Linked DNA regions of Sus scrofa: regions 1, 2, 3, 4 and 6 are each linked to region 5. Evidence: chromatin contacts called from public Hi-C and HiChIP or PLAC-seq data. All regions are on one chromosome and are shown on one strand. The core of a region is the stretch at or near the end of the contact, and the rest is flanking DNA. Distances in the headings are between cores, read along the strand shown.

What was found. Hi-C and Micro-C count contacts between places; a contact is called where the count stands out from the background. HiChIP or PLAC-seq counts read pairs in DNA pulled down with a chosen protein or histone mark.
Region 1: an H3K27ac HiChIP or PLAC-seq map of skeletal muscle shows a contact between it and region 5. The contact joins the enhancer-like site here to the promoter of FOXO1 in region 5. A contact is called at or near these places in 2 of 5 promoter capture datasets (liver and skeletal muscle), 9 of 47 Hi-C or Micro-C datasets (embryonic fibroblasts, heart right ventricle, liver and 5 more) and 1 of 2 datasets of contacts at active chromatin or transcription factors (skeletal muscle).
Region 2: a contact with region 5 is called in a Hi-C map of liver, with 4 times the contacts expected there. The contact joins the enhancer-like site here to the promoter of FOXO1 in region 5. A contact is called at or near these places in 3 of 5 promoter capture datasets (liver and skeletal muscle), 14 of 47 Hi-C or Micro-C datasets (alveolar macrophages, embryonic fibroblasts, fetal heart ventricle and 8 more) and 1 of 2 datasets of contacts at active chromatin or transcription factors (skeletal muscle).
Region 3: a Hi-C map of skeletal muscle shows a contact between it and region 5, with 4 times the contacts expected there. The contact joins the enhancer-like site here to the promoter of FOXO1 in region 5. A contact is called at or near these places in 2 of 5 promoter capture datasets (fetal skeletal muscle and liver), 6 of 47 Hi-C or Micro-C datasets (alveolar macrophages, blood, embryonic fibroblasts and 3 more) and 2 of 2 datasets of contacts at active chromatin or transcription factors (alveolar macrophages and skeletal muscle).
Region 4: a Hi-C map of skeletal muscle shows a contact between it and region 5, with 4 times the contacts expected there. The contact joins the enhancer-like site here to the promoter of FOXO1 in region 5. A contact is called at or near these places in 1 of 5 promoter capture datasets (fetal skeletal muscle), 1 of 47 Hi-C or Micro-C datasets (skeletal muscle) and 2 of 2 datasets of contacts at active chromatin or transcription factors (alveolar macrophages and skeletal muscle).
Region 6: an H3K27ac HiChIP or PLAC-seq map of skeletal muscle shows a contact between it and region 5, with 6 times the contacts expected there. The contact joins the enhancer-like site here to the promoter of FOXO1 in region 5. A contact is called at or near these places in 2 of 5 promoter capture datasets (both in liver), 6 of 47 Hi-C or Micro-C datasets (embryonic fibroblasts, liver, psoas muscle and 2 more) and 1 of 2 datasets of contacts at active chromatin or transcription factors (skeletal muscle).

Annotation. Positions count from the first base shown.
Region 1 is chr11:15,048,382-15,052,267 of Sscrofa11.1, forward strand. No RefSeq gene overlaps it. Among named protein-coding and RNA genes, the nearest start is that of FOXO1, 360 kb to the right of the region's middle. Within about 2 kb of position 2,475, at least 22 of the 83 cell types and tissues checked have an H3K27ac peak or open chromatin away from gene starts, as enhancers often do. A contact at or near this core is called in liver, mesenteric adipose tissue, omental adipose tissue and 3 more, where this site is marked.
Region 2 is chr11:15,108,094-15,112,067 of Sscrofa11.1, forward strand. No RefSeq gene overlaps it. Among named protein-coding and RNA genes, the nearest start is that of FOXO1, 300 kb to the right of the region's middle. Within about 2 kb of position 2,693, at least 18 of the 83 cell types and tissues checked have an H3K27ac peak or open chromatin away from gene starts, as enhancers often do. A contact at or near this core is called in liver, retroperitoneal adipose tissue, skeletal muscle and 1 more, where this site is marked.
Region 3 is chr11:15,031,429-15,035,176 of Sscrofa11.1, forward strand. No RefSeq gene overlaps it. Among named protein-coding and RNA genes, the nearest start is that of FOXO1, 380 kb to the right of the region's middle. Within about 2 kb of position 1,438, at least 2 of the 83 cell types and tissues checked have an H3K27ac peak or open chromatin away from gene starts, as enhancers often do. A contact at or near this core is called in skeletal muscle, where this site is marked.
Region 4 is chr11:15,083,303-15,087,048 of Sscrofa11.1, forward strand. No RefSeq gene overlaps it. Among named protein-coding and RNA genes, the nearest start is that of FOXO1, 320 kb to the right of the region's middle. Within about 2 kb of position 1,774, at least 27 of the 83 cell types and tissues checked have an H3K27ac peak or open chromatin away from gene starts, as enhancers often do. A contact at or near this core is called in alveolar macrophages and skeletal muscle, where this site is marked.
Region 5 is chr11:15,408,424-15,412,129 of Sscrofa11.1, forward strand. It overlaps FOXO1 (forkhead box protein O1), which reads right to left and starts at 1,636. Exons shown (of 3, transcript XM_021065269.1): 1 at 960-1,636. The coding sequence starts at 1,610. It overlaps LOC102160118 (a long non-coding RNA gene), which reads left to right and starts at 2,210. Exons shown (of 5, transcript XR_001299536.2): 1 at 2,210-2,621; 2 at 3,401-3,462.
Region 6 is chr11:15,130,531-15,134,071 of Sscrofa11.1, forward strand. No RefSeq gene overlaps it. Among named protein-coding and RNA genes, the nearest start is that of FOXO1, 280 kb to the right of the region's middle. Within about 2 kb of position 1,846, at least 9 of the 83 cell types and tissues checked have an H3K27ac peak or open chromatin away from gene starts, as enhancers often do. A contact at or near this core is called in skeletal muscle, where this site is marked.

The DNA.
Region 1 (3,886 bases), core at 1,225-3,724, 360 kb before region 5:
CTTCTCTTGAAAAAACAGAACATCTCGCCCTGAGCTTGTAATGTTCCCACATGGCAACTAGTTTTCAGAGTTGAGAGAGCTTTCCTTAGACGGGGCGTGGGTCCCCACCACGTCCTGGGGTCTTTTCTGGGCCCAGGTCCCTCCCCACATTGAACAGCCTTGCCTGGCTCTGAATACCTGAAGTGTCCAATGCAGTGGCCCCAGCCACGTGAGGCTAGTTCAAGTTTAAACTAATTAAAATTAAGGAAGCTTAAAAATTCAGTTTCTACAGGAGTTCGCATTGTGACTCAGCAGGTTATGAACCCAACTAGGATCCATGAGGACTCGGGTTCAATCTGTGGCCTCACTCAGTGGGTTAAGGATCCAGTGCCGTGAGCTGAGGGGCAGGTTGCAGACGCAGCTTGGATCTGGCATTGCTGTGGCTGTGGCGTAGGTCGTCATAGGTAGCTCTGCTTAGGCCCTTAGCCTGGGAACTTCCATAGGCCACAGATGTGGCTCTCAAAAGAAAAAAACTCAGTTTCTAGCCAATTCTGAGTGTTCAATAGCCACACGCAGCTAGTGGCCAGTGGACTGGACATTGCAGTTAGAGGACATTCCCATCACCACGGAGAGTCGCAGCCACCGGGGCTGCATGAACATTTGAATATGTGGCCTCAGACCAAGTGGCATTTGGGATTCCCTGTAGCCAGGAGAGTCCAAGCTCTCTGTGGGAAACCCCGCCAGCAGGGATCGTAGCCTCTGCACAGGTGTCCCTTTAAGGACTCTCCCTCACAACCTGTTGCTGTAGATGGAGAGGATGGCTAAAGGCCCATTCCTGGCTCAAGAGTATCCGAGCAAGGCGGAGCAGGGGCGCTGGTCTGTTTTGGGGGGCCGGTTTGGAGGAGGCGCTGGACGTAGGCCGATCTGCAATTCTTCATTTCCTTCTCTGCCCATAGCCCACGTCGGCCCCACTGCCTCCCCGGGCTGGTGGCAGTGCCCATTTTCTTTGCCAGGAAAGGGTAATTAAGGCAGATATGCAGATGATACCCACCACGGAGGTGTCCCCTAGGAAAGAAATTAGGGCCAATCTCAAAGCCATTAGGCTATGGACACAACATAATTGGATAAGCAATGGCGAGTCCGCCCGCTGGCACAGAGGCCTTAAGGAGAGCACGGGGTGTGAGCTGCCCTTGGCAGTGCGAGCATGTAATTACAAACCATTCGATGCTTCCATCATATTCCTTACAGCCAGCACCTCTGGGAGCTCTGCCGGGCAACACTTGGTCAGCTGTTAATAAGCCACTGGGGGTGCCAGGCAGCAGCACGACAGCATTTTTTTTCTAACACTCTCTCTCACTGGCCTTCCCCTGTGGTTCAGCAAATATGAGATACCCCTGTTCGCTTTCACAGAGACCTAGAATTCAAATTTGGGGACTACCACACCCACCACCTTGGATGTGGGGGTTTGGTGAGGTGACACTCTTTCAGACCCTACCCCAGAAAAGAGGAGACACAGTGGCTCTCAATCCAGCCAACAGCCTGTTTAAAAAAAAAAACAAACAAAAACCTAACCTAGGCATCAACCCAGACTGGTTAAGTCAAAATTCCAGGAGCGGGGCCCAGGAATTGCAATATTTTGAAAATATCCCAGAGGATTCTAAGATGTAGCAGCATTGAGAACCACTCGCTTTTGTAATCGGGTGGGGGGGGTCGCACTGCCCACATCCTGCTGCTCTGAGACCCACAGGGAGGGAGAGCTGGATGCTAACCAGGCTTGGCCTCTTTGTTGACAGATGACTGGTCACCACGCCGACCTGTCCCGTGGTGGTCATGGGAGGGCCCCGCCACGTGGAGAGGGTAAGCATCAAAGATGCCAGGTACCGAAAGCCTAGAAGCTTTCCTGCCTCTGGCCCAAGATCCAAGAGAAGGGTTCACCAGGATTTTCAGATTCCCCGGGATCCGGGGCTTGGGAGAGACTGGGAGGTTCAGCTGTGGGAACTGGGCTGTGCCCTGAGCATGGGGGCCAGGAAGAGACAGGAAGGAGGTGGCGAGAGGAATCCAAGATGTTTGGGGAGAGGAAAATAAAATAATTAGCTTTGCAGCTGCTAAGCCATAAACCTGAGAGCAAAAGAGAAAGGCAGACAGCAATGAGGGACGTGACAGGCACGAGTCCGGCAGCCAGGCATGGTGCGACAGCTGCGTGGGCTTTCTGTGTGTGGCACCCAGCTGAAGCACGTGTCCTCCCGTGGCCGGAGTGAGACCTGACCCACGCAGATGGAGATTGAAAATGCGAGCGTTCACATGGGCAGCTCGGGGCTCCCCCAGAAACCTCCATCAATTTCTAGGCTGCTTTTGCAAAACCCCATAAATCAGCCTGGCATCGTCTCTGCATCTCTAAGAAGCAGTGAGATTCGGGGCGTCTAGAGTTACGGGCGCCCCCGCACATGGGCCAGCGCCGTGGCCCCGGCTGAACAGCTGTCCTCCCCTGACCCGGGCACAATCTCTCCCTCATGAATTTCCCTCCTGATAGCGCGACCAGATGGCTCCGCAGGAGACGCAACACATTCCCAGCTCTTCCAGCGTGACTCTCAACGCACAGGGGACTGTGGGGTTTGTTTTGGTATTTGCTTTTTTTTTCTTTTTGAACACAAATGTGTCTTGGGGACACTTGATGCCTTACTAGCAACAGCCAGGCTTTTCCTGGGATCCAGATCTTGCTTGGAACTTTCTCCTTGGCACTCCTGCTACTATGTGCAATAGGCTGACTTTTTGGAGAGCTATACCTGAAAAGCCAGCTGTGGGTAAGCCCTCCTCCCCCGGGGCCTCGGGTCCTCCATGATGCTTTGTGCCTTATGCCTGGGGCCCTTTTAAAGTTAAAAGGACATTTTAACTCCTTTTCCCGGGCCTAGGATCCAGGGCAGAAGAAGGGAACAAAATACAGCAACCTGTTGGTACAGTTTCCACAGAGAGGGACTGGTGTCCTCAGAAATGCTTATAAAAGGAGGATTCAGGGGTGCAGCCTCTGGGCAGAAGGAACAGGGTCGGGTTCCCTGCGAACTGAATATAAATAGAGCCTGGTGGGGGCGAAGCATATCCAGGCCCACTCCTTACAGACAAGGCTCTCTGACTCACACGGGAGGGAAGGAATCTCAGAAACCGTCTATTCCAAGGGCTCTCCAACCCGCCGCCCAGGAGAACCACCGGGGGCGTGTTCCAAAGCAAATCGCTGTCTCGGTCTCAGCCCAGATGCAGGGGGTTTCTCCTTAGCTCCCTGGCTTATGCGCTTCTGGAACTTGGGGACCCCCGAGTGTGGCAGAGCTGAAACTGAAACCCAGCGGCCTCCTCCAGGGCACCCCAACCTCAACTGTGCGCAGAAATCACCAGAGGACAATCCTGAAGCTCTGTGACAGTCCTGCAGTTCTGCAGCTCTCCAAGGCTCCCAGGAGAGGCCGGTCCTCAGACCACACTCTGAAACACCAGGCCTAGCATCTAGTCCTGCAAAGAGATGAATCGCATGCCAATGAACCTCTGGTCTTTCCAAGGTCAAGTCTAGAGAGCCGTTATGGTAGAGGGGTTGGACGGGAGTGACCCAGGTTTTTCATCCTGACTCTCAAAATTAATTGCTGTGTAATCTCGAGCAAGTCACTTAACTTCTCTGATCTTTCATTTCTTTAAAATGGAGAGGAAACTAACTCCTATTTTACAAAGTCACTGGCCTGATCAGAGGAGACATGTGAAATTGTTCTAGAAACTCTAAAGCCCCATAAAGTCTAAGAGTTTATTATTGTAAGATCGGCCTTTGAAAGACACCAACATTAGCCCAAAAAATGTTGGTCATTTTTATGTGCACGCACATTTTTACAGTCCTTTATTTCTCTCCATAGACTTACATGAACACGGGTACATG
Region 2 (3,974 bases), core at 1,443-3,942, 300 kb before region 5:
AAAAAAAAAAAAATTACTTTATTATCCCACCCCCTTTGGGCTGAGTCAGCTAGATGGAGAGAAGGCTGGGTGTTGTGTTCTTTTCAAACACAGTTCATCTTCTTAATTTCTTTAAAGAACCAATTCACTTCCTTTCCTCCTCCCCATAAAAGCTCTTTGGGAAGTTTTGCTTTATTGCTAATGGTTTTCTTTATAACTGGATGATCAATTCAACTGAGATTAATTGAGCATGAAGCTGGCAGCATCTGCAAAGCCATTTATCAGGGAGAAGGAGCCGGATCACACTGGAGCCCACCAGCTGTCATTATCTGCGCTGTCGTTCCAGCAGCCTCAGGCACACCTGAGCCTCAGGTGGCCCGCGTGTTCACAGCGTGCAGGAGCAAGGGGAGAGGCCCCCTGCATTCCCTCCTCCACGGCAGAGAGGCTGCGATGCTGCAGCTGGGCCTTGCAAATCTGAAATGTCGAATTTACGCCACTGTCATGCCAGCATCTTGCAAATCTGAAATGTCGAATTTACGTCACTGTCATGCCAGCATCTTGCTCTAACACAGTTTACTAAATAATAATACTAATAATTTAAAGCAGATATGATCTGGATCCTATCCAGCGGAATTTCATTAATAAAGTACCAAAAGCATACATCTGAAGAAGCAGAATCCAGCTTGGGCTCTGCAACAGTACATGGGCAGAGTTTTGGAATAAGATACTCAGTTATTTGCCAGCAGCGTGAACAAGTGACACCCGCTGAGTACATGATGGTGAGGATGATGATGGGGAGGGGAGGGTGGAGATGATACACATTCCTAGAACTCAGGTGCCAAACAATCTCGCAAGCACTTCACAGCTACTGCCCCCTTGAATCCTCACTACCTATGAAGTGCGGCTTCTGTTATTTCCCTATTTTACAGATGAGAGAAGCAATCACAGAGAGGTTAAGCAGCTTGCCCACAGTTACACAGCAAGTTCGTGGCAGAGCTGGGATTCCACCTCCACAGTGGGGCCCCATGGTGCACACACCACCGAATCTTTCCGTTATGCTGACACACACACACACATCAGCCAAGTGCCTCTTTCAGTTCCTACGCAAATCCAGGGATACAGGAAGTTCTGCAGCTGGCTGACATCAGCTTTTAAAAGCTCTGAAGCAGAGGTCGCTCTTAATCAGTCATCCAGGCCCAGGTGTCATATCCTTTGACCACCCCTTTTCCTAAGCAGAAAGGAGCATGGAGATACTCTCCCCACCCAAGGCTGGTTAGTTCTTTCCTTCTTCATGAGGGACTTCAGTTCATTTGTGTATGTGTGTGTGTGTGTTTCATTGCTGGACACTCACAAGCACATATAATATCCCAGATGCTGTCCAACACTGCAATTGGTAATTTTATGTGTCATCTTGGCTGCAGCCACAGTGCTCAGATATGTAATCAAATGTTAATCTGGATATTTCTGTGAGGGGATATTTTGCAGTGAGATGTAAATTCCAATCAGTGATCTTTGGGCAGAGCAGAGGGACTGCCACAATGTGGGGGGGCCTTGTCCAATCAGGTGATGGCCTGAATAGACCACAGGGCTCTGAGTAAGAGAAAACTCTACTAGCAGACAGCTTTTGGACTTGAATTGCAGCATCAGCTCTTCCAGGGTGTCTTAGTCCGTGCAGGTTGCTATAACAAAACACCACAGACTGGGTGGCTTACAGACAACAGAAGTTTCTTTCTCACAGTTCTGGAGACTGGAGGTCCAAGACCAGAGTGTCAGCATGGTCAAGTGAGGACTCTCTTCCAGGCCACTGGCCTCTCACTGGATCATCACAAGGCAGAAGGGATGGGGGAGTGACTTGATCTAGAGCCCCCCCCCCCTTTTTTAGGGCCACACCAGCGGCATATGGAGGTTCCCAGGCTAGGGGTTGAATCAGCTGCCGCTGCCAGCCTACACCACAGTCACGGCAACGCCAGATCTGGGGCACATCTGCAACCTACACCACAGCTCGTGGCAACGCCCATCTTTAACCCACTGAGCAAGGCCAGGGATCAAACCCAAGTCCTCATGGATACTAGCCAGGTTCTTAGCCTGCTGAGCCACGACAGAACTCCCTGGAGCCCCTTTCACAATCTCATTCATGGGGGCTCTGCCCTCACAGCCTAATCACCTGCCAAAGGCCCTGTGTTCTCATACACTCCATTGGGCATTAGGATCTCAACACGCGACCCTGGGGGGACACAAACATTCTGACCAGAGCACTGAGTCTTCAACCTGCCAGCCCACGCTGCAGATTTTGGACTTGTCAGCCTCCGTGATCACATGAGCCAGTTCCTAAAAGTAAACCTCCTTTTGCACATACACACTCTCTGTTGGTTCTGGTTCTCCAGCAAAGTCTGACACACTCACACACAATCAGTCGTGCTCAGGGCACATGCAGACTCAGCCAGATGTCCCTGGGACAGGGCAGGGGAGGGGGGGAGGCTCTGCTTTGAGGAGGGGACACTAGGGGACCTTTCATCCTTTACAAAGCGAAAATCTAAGATTTGGTGATTCCAATACATGGTACTTCCCTCAGTACAGATTCCAGCCTCGAGGAAAATGCTGTTCACCCATGTGACCAGATATAAAAATAGGACAGAGTATGAGGCTCTAGTTCCAATGTTTAAAGGGACAGGCACGTGAAGCCACCAGGCCTCACACAAGAAGGAAACCGAGTCTGTGACCCAGATCCTGTCACTGGCCTTTTAAACTCTGCATCACAGAAGTCACAAAGGGAGAGAGAAGCATGGCCCTCCCTTACCACATTTTTTTCCTAAGGGAAAAACAACAATGAGCAAAGGAAATCCTCTGTGGGAGACTTCCTACCATTCCAGAGCTACCATTCAAATAAAAAAAATTAAAAAAAAATAAAAAAACAAAACAGCTCATGGAACTGGGCCACCTCTGCCGGCAGAGGACCAGCACAGAACTTGACAAGGGCATCGTTTTACTCTTCCTGTTGAAGTTCTTCTGCAAGGAGCCTTGATCATCATCACTGAGCCAAGCTTCCTAGTGAAGGACACGTGCTTGGTACCCACCTCGACGTGGTGATGCAAGGCCATTGTCTGTGCCGGCTCCCCCATAAAAGGGATGTGTCACCTCTGGGGATGCTGTGGCTGTGACTGGGAGTCCCAACCAGACGCTGCTCTGAGAATGCGCACAAAGGGGGGCCTGATAGGACACCTCTCACCTTTCTGACACATGCTCTACGTCAGCCTCCTGCCGGACAATGTAACCAGGAACCCACTTCCCGTGACTTTAAAGGCACTAACCTCAAACTCCAACAAGTTTCCTAAAATGTCACTAATATAGTAGAAAACACCTCTGTACTCACGTCTAAGCAATAAAACATCATGCTGAGGTGTAAAATGCCGCAAGCGTCGCTTTCCTGATCACCAAAAAATTAATACGTTTGTAACAAAGTGATGCCTGAATGATGTCCTAGGGCCCCTCTCTCAGCTCTAACCACCAAGGCACACACCCCAAGTGGACTTCAATGAGCCTTGAAAACAATTCAATGAGTTGTATTTAGAATGTAACGCAAGACGATTCCCACAAATCATTTTACTTAAATGTTGTATGGAGTTTGGGGGTCATATAGAGACACGTTTTTCTACATAATCATTGACATTGAAAACCACTGTGTTGAAAGATACATACATTCTATGAAGTTGGGTTTTAATAATTTGAGAAGCATTCTATTGAGAAAACTGTTCCCCAGGGAGACACTGTGGAGAGTGTATCTACCAGTTATTTGCCTAGAGGCAGACCTCATTGTATTGCGCTTTGCAGATTCTGCATTTTTACAGATTGAAGGTTTGTGGCAACCCTGTGTTGAGCAAGCTTTTTGGCACCATTTTCCCAACAGTATTATTATTATTATTTTTTTAGCCTCACCCATGACATATGGAAGTTCCCGGGCCAGTGATCGAACCTGTACCACAGCAGTGACCCGAGCC
Region 3 (3,748 bases), core at 188-2,687, 380 kb before region 5:
AGGGATATGCATTTGACAGGGAAGACAGCAGGCGGGGAAGCGCATGCCCTACCCCAGGACACCTTGAGGCCGGTGTCGACAAGGGCTTGGACTGAATATTCCTCAGGCGTCTCAAGTGCAAACTGTCCAACACTCAAGTCATCATTTTCCCCTCCTGAACTTCACAGACTCCTGGATCTCAAAACAAAGACGGAGAGAAATACTTTCAACAAATATTTGACAAGAGATTTATATCCAAAGCATCTAAAGAACGTCTGCAGCTCGATAATAAAAAGAAAACCAGCCACATAAAGTGGGGAAAAGAAGTTGAAAACACACTTCTCTAAAAGAAGATCTACAAATGGAATCGTTTCTCCCAACATGGACTCTGCCAATTGGTAGTTGCTGAAGGTGCCAGGCAAGAAATTTAAACTTTGTCCAAAAGCCACTGAATGATTTAAGCAGAGATTGATGTGCTCAGCCTTTAATTTTAGGAAGATCGCTTTGAATGTTAGTATATGTTCTGTTAAGAGAAAGAAAGTGAGAAAGAGAGGAAAAGAGAGAGGGAGGGAGAGAGAAAGAAAGACAGAGAGAGGAAGGGAGGGAGGGAGGGAGGAGGAAGGAAGAAGGGATCCCAAGGTCGAAGATGGTTGGGAAACCTAAATCGATCCTTCAGGGATCTTTGCCACGAAGTTTCTCACAATGACACCTTGTGGGTGGACTCTAAGAGAAGTAGAGGTAAGACGTGCAGTGGATCAAGGAACCGGCTGTTTCGAGAATTTTACAGAGGCACTTCCCAGAGAACATGCTAAAGACTTCCCAACACATCCCTGCGCTCCAAGTTCGAAAAGCCACCTGTGCTTTCAGGCAGGGAAGCATCGGCCATCCGAGCTTTCGCAAGAGGTACCCCCGCTGGATCCGGTGCCCTCCAGCTCCGCCCCTACCAATCAGCTACTCATGCCACTCCCGCCTCAGAACAGGTCAGACTCCCCAGACCTTGGGCTTCCCCTGGAAGCTCTCCAGGTCGGAGCTCCGCCCCCTCACCCTCCTCCTCACGCGCTTCCAGCCACGGCACCTGCCGGCCCGCATGGCAGTGCTGCTGTGTCTGCCCACCTCCTGGGCCACCTGAGGTCAGGGCTGTGCCATTCAATTCTGGGGTCCTGCTCACCTCTGTATCCCATACACTGCGTGCAGTTAAACCTATTCATTCTACTCATTTTTCAGCCCCAGCCAAAACCACCACCTCCTGGGAGTCTTCCTCGACCTCATTCCACAAAGTTGCCCTCTTTTGTCATAGGCTTTCCCACTTCCCTTTACTTTCCCTCACCACGCTGCTCATCTCTTTAATTACTTCACTGTCTGATTATCTGGCTGTGACGCTCGCCACAGGGTAGAGATCACGTCTGTCGAATTCCCGGTGTTAGAACGGGGACTGGCACAGAGCTGATGTTCCATAAATATTCGATGAGCACATGAATGGATGAGAAAGTGTCCCTAGACAGTAATCCCTGGCTGGGACAGAACAGGTGGAGGGACGTTTGGTCATTCAAAGGGCACATGTGCTGGTCGCATACCATTCGATAAAGGGTGACAAAACCAGCTCGGCCAAGACACGCGCATCTGGAGAGGAGGGGAGCAAGAGGCCGTGTGGTGACATAAAGAGCTTCTCTCCTTCCATCTCCTGCCCCTGATGCTGGTCCAGCACAAGCAGGTGGGGGAAAGAACACGATGCTCTGAGGTGGCCGGTAGGGAGCAAGGCTGACTCAGAGATCAAGTTCAGGCGGCATGTTTGTCCCTGGTTCCCCAGTGGTATTTAAGTATCATTATTAATTCATAACAGGAGTTCTCTTTTAAAATAATGTAGCCCTAAAAGTAATGTTTAAAATGTGCAAAATGGAATCTAGACATTATACACCAGGTTCTGTTTCTTCCCCTGAGCACCTCATCAATGCAAGTCAATTTGAAGCTGATTTTTTTTTAATACAAATTCATTGCCCACTTGCAAAACAGCCCATGGAAATAGAATAATTTGCAATTCCTTGCACTTTCTTAATAGCACTCTAAACTCCCTCCCTGTAGCTCCTTTTATCAGAGAATCTTTATCTTAAACCACTTTATATGCAGTCATTAATTTTCACAGCACTCTTGCTAAGAAGATTCTATTACTTCCATTAAACCATAGAGTAAACTGAGAAGTCAAATTAAGTGATTTGCCTGCTCAGGAAATTAGTGGCCTAACTAGGTTTAAACATAGCATCTCCGATTTCTAAGACCTCACACCCAATTGCCACGCTGAGTATTTCCTGGCTCTGCGCAGTAGGTAAGAGCCTGGGCTTCAAGTGGGTGAAACCTGGGCTCAAATCTTAGCTCCACAATTTCCTTGACAAGTTATTCAACCTTATTAAGTGCCTGTAAATTGGGGATAATAAAAACACCTGTTTCATAAAGTCGCTTTGAGGATTAACAAATGAAGAATTATTTTATGATTATGCACACCTGGAAGGGTATATCCCTTAGCCAGCCCCCTCCCATAATCTTTTCCTTATCACATCAGAAAATGAGCAAGCCAAACCTGCAGCTGTGCTATACAATCACACAGTTGCAGATAAAGTCTGCAATGGGGCTATTAGGATACCTGAGCACATTCCTGGAGACTTGCTACATCAATGATTCTCTGATTATTCATTCATGCATGCATGCATGTATCCATCTATCCACTCATCTATCCATCTGTCCGTCTGTCACCTCACCCAGGTATCTATCCATCCGTCCTTCCAACCACCCATCCGTCCTCTCATTCACTTATCTAACTACCCATCCATCCATCCACACATTCATCCTTTCATTCATTCACTCATCCATCCATCTGTCCACGCAACCATCCATCCCTTCACGTTTAGTGCACACAGAAGCGCCTACCATGTGTAAGGTCTGTGCTGCTGTGGAATATACTGAGATGACCAAGACATGGTCTCTGCCCTCGTAGCTACAAATCCAGACACTTACCAAAAAAAACCACAAAACACAAAAAACAAAACAAAACAAACAAACAAACCTATAAACTGAAATAGAATGTAAAAAACAGTGTCATAAGAGAAATGACTGAAGGTGAGTGAAGGGCATTGGCTACACAGAAAGAGTAGTGAATTACGAGCCAGGAGATCTTTTTTTAGTCCCAGATTTAGCGTAGATCTAACAGAAGCCTAGTCACCTCCCAGCGTTCTGTTTCCCCACACGTACAGTGAGGGGCAGAAGCAGGAGATTCCAAGGGCCCTTTCAGCTCTAACTGCAAAGCGTCCGCCTCTGGACAAGGCAAGGTAGCATTCAAACTGAGCGCTGAGTAACAGGTACGGCATTCCAGGAAGAGAGAATGACACAAGCAAGTTCACGAAGACAGAAAGATTCAGAATATTCATGGAATGACGAGTTGGTACATTTGATTACAGCAAATGGGGGGGGGGAATCATGTCTCAAGAGTTAGATCCAGACTGTACTGTGAAGGGGTTTATGTCCAGGCTAAGGAACAACACACACACAGAGCTGACAGGTGACAAGTGATAGGTTCATATTTAAAAAAAAAGACTAGAGAATAGAAAGGGTGAGGTAACGCTGGAAACAGGAAGACCAGATAACAGGGTAAAAGGCTTTGGTAAGAGTTTAGATAAATAATAACCAAGGCTGGAGTCAAATAGCAGTAGGAATGTACAGGAGAAAAATGTGAGAATATTTATAGGCACAATATGCAAGGCCTTGTAACTCATTAAGGGTA
Region 4 (3,746 bases), core at 524-3,023, 320 kb before region 5:
GGCATGCTTCTCTGAAGAGTGACAGAGTGATCTGAGTTTGCGTCTGTGCAGTAGCCCGAAGTGAAGTCCCTAAGCACCACGTTGGCAGCCACAGATCACAAGCCCTGCTTCCCTCCTGCTCAGCTGAAGGTGAGCTGAATTTGACCTGGGAAGAGCCCCCGATGGGCCCTCAGCTCTCCGTCTCGCCATCATTTCCCGCTTCCATCAAGATGCACTGAGTGGCACAATATGCCAAGTGCTGCTTGGCAGAAAACGGCACAAAAACCACCTGAGGTCCTTCCTTTTTAGGAGTTTATCCTCTACCCTGAGTCTGCTCAGGAGAATGGGTTCCCCCTGTGACATCGAGGGCCGTGGGGTTTTCTAGAAACACTTCAGGCAGAAAGAGCCTCTTCTGGTTGGTATCTGAACCCCACAGGGGTCTCTCGTTGCCCCGAAATCTGGATGCCATCACAACGGCCATGTCGACGCTCGAGTGCTCCAGCTTCCTCACTTCACAGGATGCCACCTCCACAGGCCCCATCATCACATCAACAGCTCCCTTCGAGCACTGACTGTGTGCCAGGCCAGGGGCTAAGAACTTTGCATCTCAGTCACCTCACAACAAATTATCAGCTGTGTACAGATGAGGAAACCATAGCTCAGGATGATTAAGTAACAAATCCAAGTTCATGAGCCAGTGGAACCAGGATTCAACCCTAACCTGACTCCAAAATCTACCCACCGGTGGGAGAAGCTGAGTCCAGCAGAGCCGGGAAAACCTATGGTGTTTACAGTAATGAGAAAATTGGGAGGGTTTTGTTGTTGTTGTTCCCTCTGTGGCTGGAAACAGAATGGACTCCTTTCTGAGAAAATCCAGTCTGGTCTCTCTGACTTAGAAAAATAGTCAAGTGTTATCTGAGCTGTTCGGGATCCAAGAGGGTAAAATTAGCAAGCGTGAGAGCAGCCTTCTGTTTTAAAGGTCAGCGATGTTCTAGGTGTCGAGAAAGACCCTATTATTGTCAGGACACACACCAGGCTTTCCTTCTTCCCCCGGGGCATCGCAGAATGCTCTCCGGAGTCCTCCTGACACGCCAGCGCAGCCGGGGGACTTCCACACATGGGCACGTCCCCGGGAGAGTTGTTTCGCAGAGGATCTAACAGGAACGACTGCCGAATTCAGTCCCCTCTGTCCCACACAGCCTGATGTCCAAGCCAGGCGATGGCAGGTGTGCCTCGTGCCACCCCTAAGAGAGGCCTTATTATCTGAACCAGAGGCCGCCCCCATCAGCACTGCCGTTTTCCCAGCACCCTTCCACGGAGCCACGCTGCTCAGAGCACGGTTCTCGGGTTTCTCACCTCCTCCAACCAAAGCTGGGAGCGGAGTCTCAGAGTCCTTCACTGGTCTGCTCGGGAAGAGGTTGGAGAGAAAAAGAGCCTCTTTGTCAAAGGCTCGTTTGAAAAGGCATGAACAGATGAGTTAGAATCTGGGACGGTGTCCAGGTGGGGAGGTGTTGCCTGGAATTCCTAATACATTCTTTCTGTTATGAAAATAATATAGGGAACCGGGGTGGCCTGTTGCTTCTCTGCATGGAGTCAATTTGGCTCACGCTGGGCGACCATTTAAAATCTGACCTCAAGCGGTGCCAGTTTCAAAATCTTTTCAGGCTGGGTATGTTTCCATTCCACACAACAAGCCCAGGGCTGTTCCCTCAACTCTTTCTCCCAGCAAAGAGTAACTCAGTAGACACAGCCTCTTGCCAGGAGTGATGCAATCGGCCAAGCTCCTCAGTGTCCTGTTGGCCGGGCCCCACCCGGCTGCCCTGCCCAGGGGCGGCTCGTGGGTCCCGTCTCAGCTCCATCTCCTTACCTACCCCTTTGAGATCTGGGGAAGGTGTTTCCAGGTGACAGGAAGCACATGGCAGTTTCTCCTTCCATCATGGGGAGAGCCCTGCCTGCCTCCCCCACTAAGACATGAGTCACCAACACCCAGGATGACAAAGCCTTCAGCAAAGATGCATGAGGCGTGGGGGAGGGAGGAGCCACAGGCACCCAGATTTGCCTCCCGAGAGCTCTTTTGCAACTTCCCTTGACCTCTGTGTGCTCCCAAAGAAACCTGGGGTCAAATACTCCCAAAGCACCATGATTTCCATGAGGTGTCTGGTCCTCCACGAGGTAATAAGCAAGAGAGAACAACATATTTGTTTCAAATATAAATTTCTCATCTGAGAGCTCTGATCAGCCATCTGTGTTTCCAAAATGACCTATTGAGGCTTTGAGGCATCTGGAGCTGTGAGAATCACCTCGCAAGCTCCCTGGAGACTCCCTGGAGACCAGCGAGACCACCCTATGAAAATCCACCACCCTGGAACCTGCACAGGAACTCAGGAAGCTGGAGGGCGCCGCACCGCTGCCTTCTGCCACCACTTCCAGTCCCTGCCCCGCGCCTTTCCTCTGGTTCATGCTACTCCATCTGAGGCTCAGAGCAGATGAAAAAGCAATTGTAGCACTTAAAAGACCCCCAGAGGAGCAGCCCGCTGTCATGGGCTCAGAGAGGAAGGAAATAAGATGGTGTTTTATTTTTAAGTAGCCCATGAGATTTCATCGATTGCATTAAAATTTTAATCACAAACTCCTTAAGTTAGGAAGAGAAGAAGAGGGGAAAAAACCCACAAAGGACTCATTGTATAAGAGAGTTTCACCATTTGGAGTTCTTTTATAAAAATTTGTGTCAGATCACAATTTGCTGTCTGGGAAATGTAAATTAGTTATTAATGAGCCAAAATTCTAACATCAAAGCCTGTGCATCCACATGCCAGGGAGAAACAAAGAGCTTTCACAGAGCGCCATCGACAGCTCCAAGCACCGGCCTGAATGCAGCATTCACCCTGACACGCTCTGCCGCCTCGTGAAGGAGATTGCTTTTCGCCCTTGGAGTCGCCCGGGGCGCCTGGAGCATACGCATCACCTCCACCTGGGCACTGCGTGACCATCAGCATCTCAGGCATCAGGCGGCATGCGGAGGGTCGCTGAGAGCAGGGCAGGCACCCCCTTCTTCCCAGCGGACCATTTTCAAAGCACAGTCATAAAGGTTCTCAATAGGACCTTTCCCAGGTGGAACGGGGACGTGGACCTGGTTTTGAAGTATTCACACAGAGTTTGCTGCATCCTCTGTCCTTCCTCTTTCGATGGAGGTCAAGAGTCTAGATGCAAAAGGCCCACCTGGAATTTGAGCCTGTGGGAATGGCGGGGAGAGTAAACCAACCCAAGTCTTGCAGGCATCTGGAGATACCCACTGATTCATGCTCTCAGCAGATGCTGCTGTGCTCCTGCCGGGCGCCGGCTTGGCCCGCAGGGAGAAATGATGGTGAGCAGGACGGAGCTCTGCCCTCACTGAGCTCCCTGCCTAGTAGAGAGGACAGGCAGTGAGGAATTGCCCAAAGCATCTTACAGCCGGGCTGAGAGTCGGGGAGGCACCCCTCAGGGGCATGAGAAACCGTCAGGGTGCTGGTCCAGTTAGGGGGGCAGGAATGACCTCCATGAGGAAGTGGCATTAAGGCTGAAGCGTTAACTAGGTCTAGAGAGGACTAAGGGACAGCTAAGAGGTCAAGGTGGGCGGCAGCCAGGAACAGGTGGGAGCTGAGAGCAGAGAGCAATGCCCGACCTGGTGTCCTGATGTGACGCCGCCTCTCCCCCAGTGGGGCCCCGGGTGGCCTCCTCCGGGTTTGGCCAGGCCATGCGCCCCAGCTGCGCTGCCAGGGCAAGTTCGG
Region 5 (3,706 bases), core at 386-2,885:
TAAAGGCCTCGAACCTTCGGCGAGGCCAAGTTTGGGGGCACTTCCTTGGGCAGAGACGTGCCGGCCTTGCTGCCCGGCGGCCGGGCGAGGAGGTGCCCAGGGCCAGGACGCGCTGGCCCTTTAAAGGCGCTCGCTTCCTGCGCTCGCGGCCCCTCCCTCGCCGTCGCCTGCTCCCGCCCCCGCCGAGGGTCACACTTGAACTTTAGCTCGCCCCGCGCCGCCGGGCGCCGGCGCTCCGCAGGCGGTGGCCGCCCCTTTGCACGTGTCGGAGACGCTACCTCTGGCTCTGCGCGCCCGGACCCCTGCACTCGAGGCCACTTAGAATAAAATCAAAATAAAACAAAATGCATACGGCCTCCAAAAACCGCGCGGCCAACCTCCACGGGCCGGCTGCCTCGCGCCCTGCCTGTCCCCTCCACCTGCAGCCCCGTCCCCCAGCGGCGGGGCTCCGAGGCCCCTCGCAGCGGCCTCCCCCGCCCAGCGCTGCGGAAACGGCTCCGCGGGGCGGCGGGGAGCTGGGGGGCCGCGGGGGAGGAGGGGAGCCGCCCTCACCCCTGAGGTCGTGGAGGGAAAGGAGCAGCGGCAGGAGTTCGCGCGGGCCGTGGAGAAGGGGGGGCAGGTCGCAGTGAACCCCGCTCTCCGTTCACTGGAGAACTTTTTTTCTGGTTGCTCTGAGGTCCACTTCTTGGCGTACTTTTTTCACTACTTCGGTCCCAACTCGCCCCTTCCCGCTCCCGCTCCAACTCTCACGAGAGCGTACACACAGACGTTTATTCCAATCCTCCGACGGGTCCGAGGCAAGCCCACCACCCACCTCCGATGCTTCTTGCACGCGCTGCCCGCGTGCCCTGCACTTTCAAGCCAAGCAAATTTGCACAGCCGTCCCCTCCGACCTAAGGCGGAGGCAGGGCTTCCCGTGCCCCCCTCCCGCTCCAGCCGTGCGCCCCGAGGCCACTCACCTTCCAGCCTGCCGAGCTGTTGCTGTCGCCCTTATCCTTGAAGTAGGGCACGCTCTTGACCATCCACTCGTAGATCTGCGATAGCGTGAGCCGCTTCTCTGCCGAGCTCTCGATGGCCTTGGTGATGAGGTCGGCGTAGGACAGGTTGCCCCACGCGTTGCGGCGGGACGAGCTGCTCTTGCGCGGCTGCCCGGCAAGCGACCCGGCGGCGGCGGGGGGCACAGGCGGGTGCTGCGACAGCGGCCCGGGCGGCGGGGGCTGCTGCGGCGGCGCCGGGTGCAGGCAGCCCGCCTCTGGGCCCTGGAAGTCCCCGCACAACCCCCCGGTGGCAGCAGCGGCGGCCGCCGCCGCCACCGCGGCTGCCGCCGCCGCCGCCGCCGCCACGGAGCCGGGCGCCTGCTGGAAGTCCCCGCTCTCCTCCAGCAGGCTCAGGTTGCTCATGAAGTCGGCGTTGACAGCGGCCGCCGAGGCCGAGGGCAGGCCCGCGGCAGCGTCGGGGTTCGCGGCTGGGCCACCCGACGGCGCCGGGCTGGAGGTGGCCGAGTTAGACTGGCTAAACTCCGGCCTGGGCAGCGGCCAGGTGCACGAGCGCGGCCGGGGCAGCGGCTCGAAGTCCGGGTCGATCTCCACCACCTGGGGCGCTTCGGCCATGGTGACCCCCGCCCCTCCCCCAGCAGCGGGATTGCCAAGAAGTGCGAGGGCGCTGCACCAGGAGCTGAGGGGAGAGGGCGCGAAGAGCCGGTCCGAGATTTTGGGGGGCGAGGTCGGTGCCGCGGGCGGACGGAAACCCGGAGCAAGACGCGGCGGCGAAGTGGAAGCGCGAGCCCAGAACTTAACTTCGCGGGTCCATCAACATCTAGGCTCCTCCAGGTCCGCTGCACGGACGGGACGGCAGGCCAGAGTCGCCCAGCCCAGGCAGCGCCAGCGTCGCGCTCCTACTGACACGGCCCGAAAACCGAAGGAAGGACGGGCGCCGCGGGCCGCTCACTCTCCCCGGCGGCGCGACCGCGGCGCTGCTGCCTGTTGAATGTGGCGGCGGCGGCGGCGGCAGCGGCGGCTGCTGCTGCGACTACGCTGCCGCCCGACTTACGGGATCTGCCGCCGCCCCCCGCCCGCGGCGGCGCGCGCGCTTGCCCGCCCCTGACTGATAGCCCCAGCAGCCAATGAGCTCGCGGCGGCACCGCCCAGGCAGCCAGTGGACGCCGGCCTGGGCGGGGGCTGGTTTTCCAGCGGGAGGTGGCAGTGGGTTGGTGGGGGTAGTGGGGTGTTTTTTTCTTTCTCACACACGCACAGTCTCCCTCACTCTTTTTTTTTTTTTTTTGGCTCTCTGTTATTATTTTCTGGTAATTTTCGAATGTTTCTGTGAGTCTCTCCGCTCTCAGTGTTTTGATTGCTGTGAGGCAAACCAGCGTGGAGGCGGCGGCGACACTTTGTTTACTACCGGGGAGCAGAACCGAGTACTCGGGAAGCCCGAGTGGAACGAGTCGCTCGCTTGCCCTCGACCTCCGCTCCGGGCCCAAAGCCGGGCGGGGCGGGGGCCGGAGACGCTGGGCGCTTCGGGGGCGCTGAGTGGGCGGGCGGAGGCGGCCTCGCGGAATTCTGCTCAGTCGCCCCCTCTCGACTCCGCCCTCGACTCCTTTGCTGAGAAACGCGGGGAAGTCGGTGGGTTTTGTTTTTGTTTTGTGTTTTTTTCCTTTTCCTGCGATGTATCGAGTCCTCGGGCCCCGCGCGAGCCGCGCACGCCTCCAGGGGCCCGGGCTCTGACTGTCGTGTCCGCGCGGAGGACGCCCTGGCCGCCGCCTCCGCGACCGGAACCCACCTGTCTGCGCCCGAGGGCTGAGCCTCTGAGGTCGAGTGTAGCCGGGGGCCCGTTGTCCGGCCCAGCACCCGCCAGCCGGGTTCCCTCCATTCTTGACCTGAAAGAGTGGAAGCGAGAGAAGGGGGCTCGGCGCGGGCTGCAGATAGTCCTACTTCCCACGCACCCTCAGACCCACAGGCGTCCTAGCCCTCGTGCCCTCCGTGGGAACCTCTACCCCTGGGCGGGAACCCGGACTCTGTCCACTAAGTCAGTCCAGGGGCGACAGGGAAGGGATCAGAGGAAAGTATTCAGTGAGCGCCTTGTCACTTTATAACTTAGTTAAGTTTAACTGTTTGCTTGTCATTTCTTTGCTATTTAGAATTGAAGAGCTGAAGTGAAAACGTAGGAGGGCATAGGACCAAAGCTTTGGGGCGAAGCCCTGCCCCCTCCCAGGTATTCCTTTAGGCCGCTTACCCTGCTGGTCAATCAACCCTCGCTCCCACCCCACCTTTCCCCATCTGGGCTCCAGGTCCAGGACGTCCGGTCGAGATAAGTGGGCCCGAAGGTAGGAAGACAGTGGCCTTGTGTGTCATGGAGCAGAAGAAACAGTTGTCAAGTTTTGTTGTGTTTTGTTTTTTTTTAGGAGGAATTATGGAAGGCATTTCCTTTCAAAGGGATGGGCTCACTTAGGATGGAAGATTGACGGTAGGGTTTTAAATATCTTGCCCAAAATGACAGTTCCCAAATCCCTTTTTCTGACAGGTAATTCTTCAGTTGGTAAAGAAATTTGTAAAGAAAATTAGGCCTCGTTTACAAAAGTTTGAAAGATTTATTTCTTCCCTTGCATTCTGACTCGTCCGGACTCCTATTTCTTCATAATCCATTATCACAGCCGCTTCCTACTGATACTGCGGCCGGGTGGGGTGAGGGTCCTGAGTCTAATGGATTG
Region 6 (3,541 bases), core at 596-3,095, 280 kb before region 5:
CATGCACCTCTGTCCCCTTCTTCACTTTTTTTTTTAACCCCAGAAACAATGTTTCAAAGAATATCGCTTCCTAGACACATAGCAAGTATTCAGTATGTATTTGATAATGTGATTTAAATCACCAAACATGAAAGGATATTGCAGAGAGTGGAGATCTCATCACAGAAGTTTAGACCCATCAGGGAACTTACACATCACACAGAACCGTTCATTGTCTAGACGGGAAAGTGAGGTACAGAAAAGCCAAGTAATTCACCCAGGTGCCCAGTGGCTATTTGTCATCATGATTCGATCTCCTCCTTCCAATCCACACGCAGACACCGCAGTCCTTCTTGCCAAGCCTCTGACCAGAATATGATGTTGCTTGGCTCTCACCTTGACCCTGGGAGATTGGTTAACACAACCTTTTCATTTCAAAACTGGGAGTTTACGCAATCCCACCCTTGGGCATATATCCGGACAAAACTCTACTTAAAAGAGACACATGCGCCCGCATGTTCATTGCAGCACTATTCACAATAGCCAGGACATGGAAACAACCCAAATGTCCATCAACAGATGATTGGATTCGGAAGATGTGGTATATATACACAATGGAATACTACTCAGCCATAAAAAAGAATGACATAATGCCCTTTGCAGCAACATGGATGGAACTAAAGAATCTCATCCTGAGTGAAATGAGCCAGAAAGACAAAGACAAATACCATATGATATCACTTATAACTGGAATCTAATATCCAGCACAAATGAACATCTCCTCAGAAAAGAAAATCATGGACTTGGAGAAGAGGCTTGTGGCTGCCTGATGGGAGGGGGAGGGAGTGGGAGGGATCGGGAGCTTGGGCTTATCAGACACAACTCAGAATAGATTTACAAGGAGATCCTGCTGAATAGCATTGAGAACTTTGTGTAGATACTCATGTTGCAACAGAAGAAAGGGTGGGGGGAAAAATGTAATTGTAATGTATACATGTAAGGATAACTTGATCCCCTTGGTGTACAGTGGGGAAATAAAATAAAAAAAAATACACACAAAACTGGGAGTTTAAAAAGCCAGCAAATCAGAAACTAGAACGCCTTTGTTTGCCCAAGACAGTTCATTCCAGATTTCACAAACCTGGCACTGGGCCAGAATTATTACCTGGCGCTTTTCAAAAGGTCATTTCTCTACCAAATCCATCTCTGGGCTTGGCAAAGCTTGAGGCTCCGTTTGTCACTGGCTGGGGGGTTGTTCATTTGGGGGTTTCGTTTGTCCTCCCAGCCATCTTGCCGCACACCACGTTTGGAGACTGCAGATCTAATCAGTGTCCCCTGCTTAATCACACTCATGTGTGGACTGTGTGGGGCAGAGACCCTGAGACCTGAGGGGCACAGCGCCACCGGCATGCTGGAGCCATAACTGAAGTCATCCATCAAAACACGACTCAAAACCAGTGAACCTACAACAACAATAGTGGTGACTAGAAATCCCACTTGCTAGACCATGGAAGGTAAATTCGTTCCGGTCCCAGGTGCCCCGGTCCCGGAGGCGCCCCCAGCATGGCCCCGCCTGGCATGTGAACAGCTGGTGAAGCTGGACTGCTGGGGCAACAACCTCAGGCGGCAGCCACAGCAGGAGTGGAAATCACGAGGCAAGTGTAATTTAAAACCTACACATTGAAGCAGACAAACTCTTGTCAACATATAGTTCCAGCACTTTCTCTCTTTTGGCTCTGACTCCCTATTACCGCCTCCTTTCCAAGTAATTCCGTGAGTTCTGGGAATGTCCAGAACTGTGCGCAGCCGGGACTGGGACCAATTTATCCCGAGTAATCCACAGTTCATGCTTTGCGATGGGTTTGGGTTACCAAGCAACCTCCCTGTCACTCGGGATAATGACCTGACGCGAATTCCAGGGGAAGCAACACAACATGGGATCCCGGGTGAAGGATCACCAGGGTGGGACTTGGGCCAGCCTGGGGTGAATCCAGCTGTGCAGTTGCCCTCTGTCAATCATTTAGCCTCTGAATGTAAAGCGGGGAGGGGAGGGGGGCTGGCCTTCCATCTGGTCATGATTTGAGATAATGTATATACAGCACCAGGTTGCTTTTATGTAATGCCAGCCTGAGCGCTGGAAAGCGATGGTGGCAGAAAGTCAAGTCCGAGAGGGCCACATGGCTCCTGGGAGGGTCCAGCCACTGTCAAAGTTAACTGAGAGGAGGTGAGTCCACAGCCCTCCAGGCCCACTGCTGTTCCACGTCCCTCTGGAAAGCTGTAGAAACAGCTGCGCTGGTGCCTCTGCTGTCTCGGTGGCATTGGGAAACTGGATGTGTCATTTTCCCAAAGCTTTGAGCATCCAGGCAGCTTAAAGGCTGGCCATGGTGACTGGCTCCACCAACGCCTGTGTCAGCCCCAGGCTCAGCGTCCAGGGCTCTCTGAGGCCATGGCCTTCACAGTTGCTCCAGCGCTGCATTTACAAGCTCTGCCTGTGACTCAGGGCAACGCAGCTGGTCATTTCTCAGCTCCATCATGTCCACTTAGCATGGGGTTCACTCCCGCTGAGAGGTACTTGAGGGAACGAGGAGAGGGAGCACCAGCCAAGTCTACAAATCTGTTCTCTAATGGCTCGGCCAGGAAAAGCCCAAAAGTCAAAAAGAGAGGTCCTGCCTACTCAAGCACACAAAGTCTTGTATTTAAACGAGGAGGGCCTGGCTGGTCCAAGGAGTTTAAGAATAAACTAGAGGAGTTCCCGTCATGGCTCAGTGGTTAACTAGGAACCATGAGGTTTCAGGTTCCATCCCTGGCCTTGCTCAGTGGGTTAAGGATCTGGCGTTGCCGTGAGCTGTGCTGTAGGTCACAGACACGGCTTGGATCCCGAGATGCTATGGCTGTGGTGTAGGCTTGGCGCTACAGCTCCAATTAGACCCCTAGCCTGGGAACCTCCATATGCCGTGGGAATGGCCCTAGAAAAGGTAAAAAGACAAAATAAAAACAAACAAACAAAAAATAAACTAGAAATCACAGCAGGGGCTCTGAATGCAGGACTTATGGACAGCTGTCCTCGACGAGGGGCCCCCGGATGCCACTGGTCCTCAGGAGCCTCTTTCACAAGAAGGGGGGAGGGGAGGGGCTTTCTTTGTCAACGTGGTGATAATCCAGTGGGGTGGCGCAGAGAACAAGCCTGGCAATCACCAGACATGGGCCCCTCATGTAAGGTGGGCAAACAGCTTCTTGCAGCCATGGGAACTGGGAGAGGGTGGGCAGAACACAAAGAAATGAAGTTCAATCCTCATCAGGGGCAAGCAGAGAGGGGCACACCCTTCACATGCAGAATGAAGCACCCAGGCAGGGTTACCCAGGGCGGCTTTGTGCTGTTTTGCAAAAAACTCTCCCTTCAAGGGGTGCTTGGTCTCCATTTCAGATAATCCATGCTCAGTCAACTACTAACACTCAGATTCCAGGATCTGGGTACTCATAAGCATTTTACTCTTAATCCATAAAATGTTGGGGCGGGGGATGGGGCAGGTGGTGCCGAAGGAAAGTGGTGCCCAGAATGGAA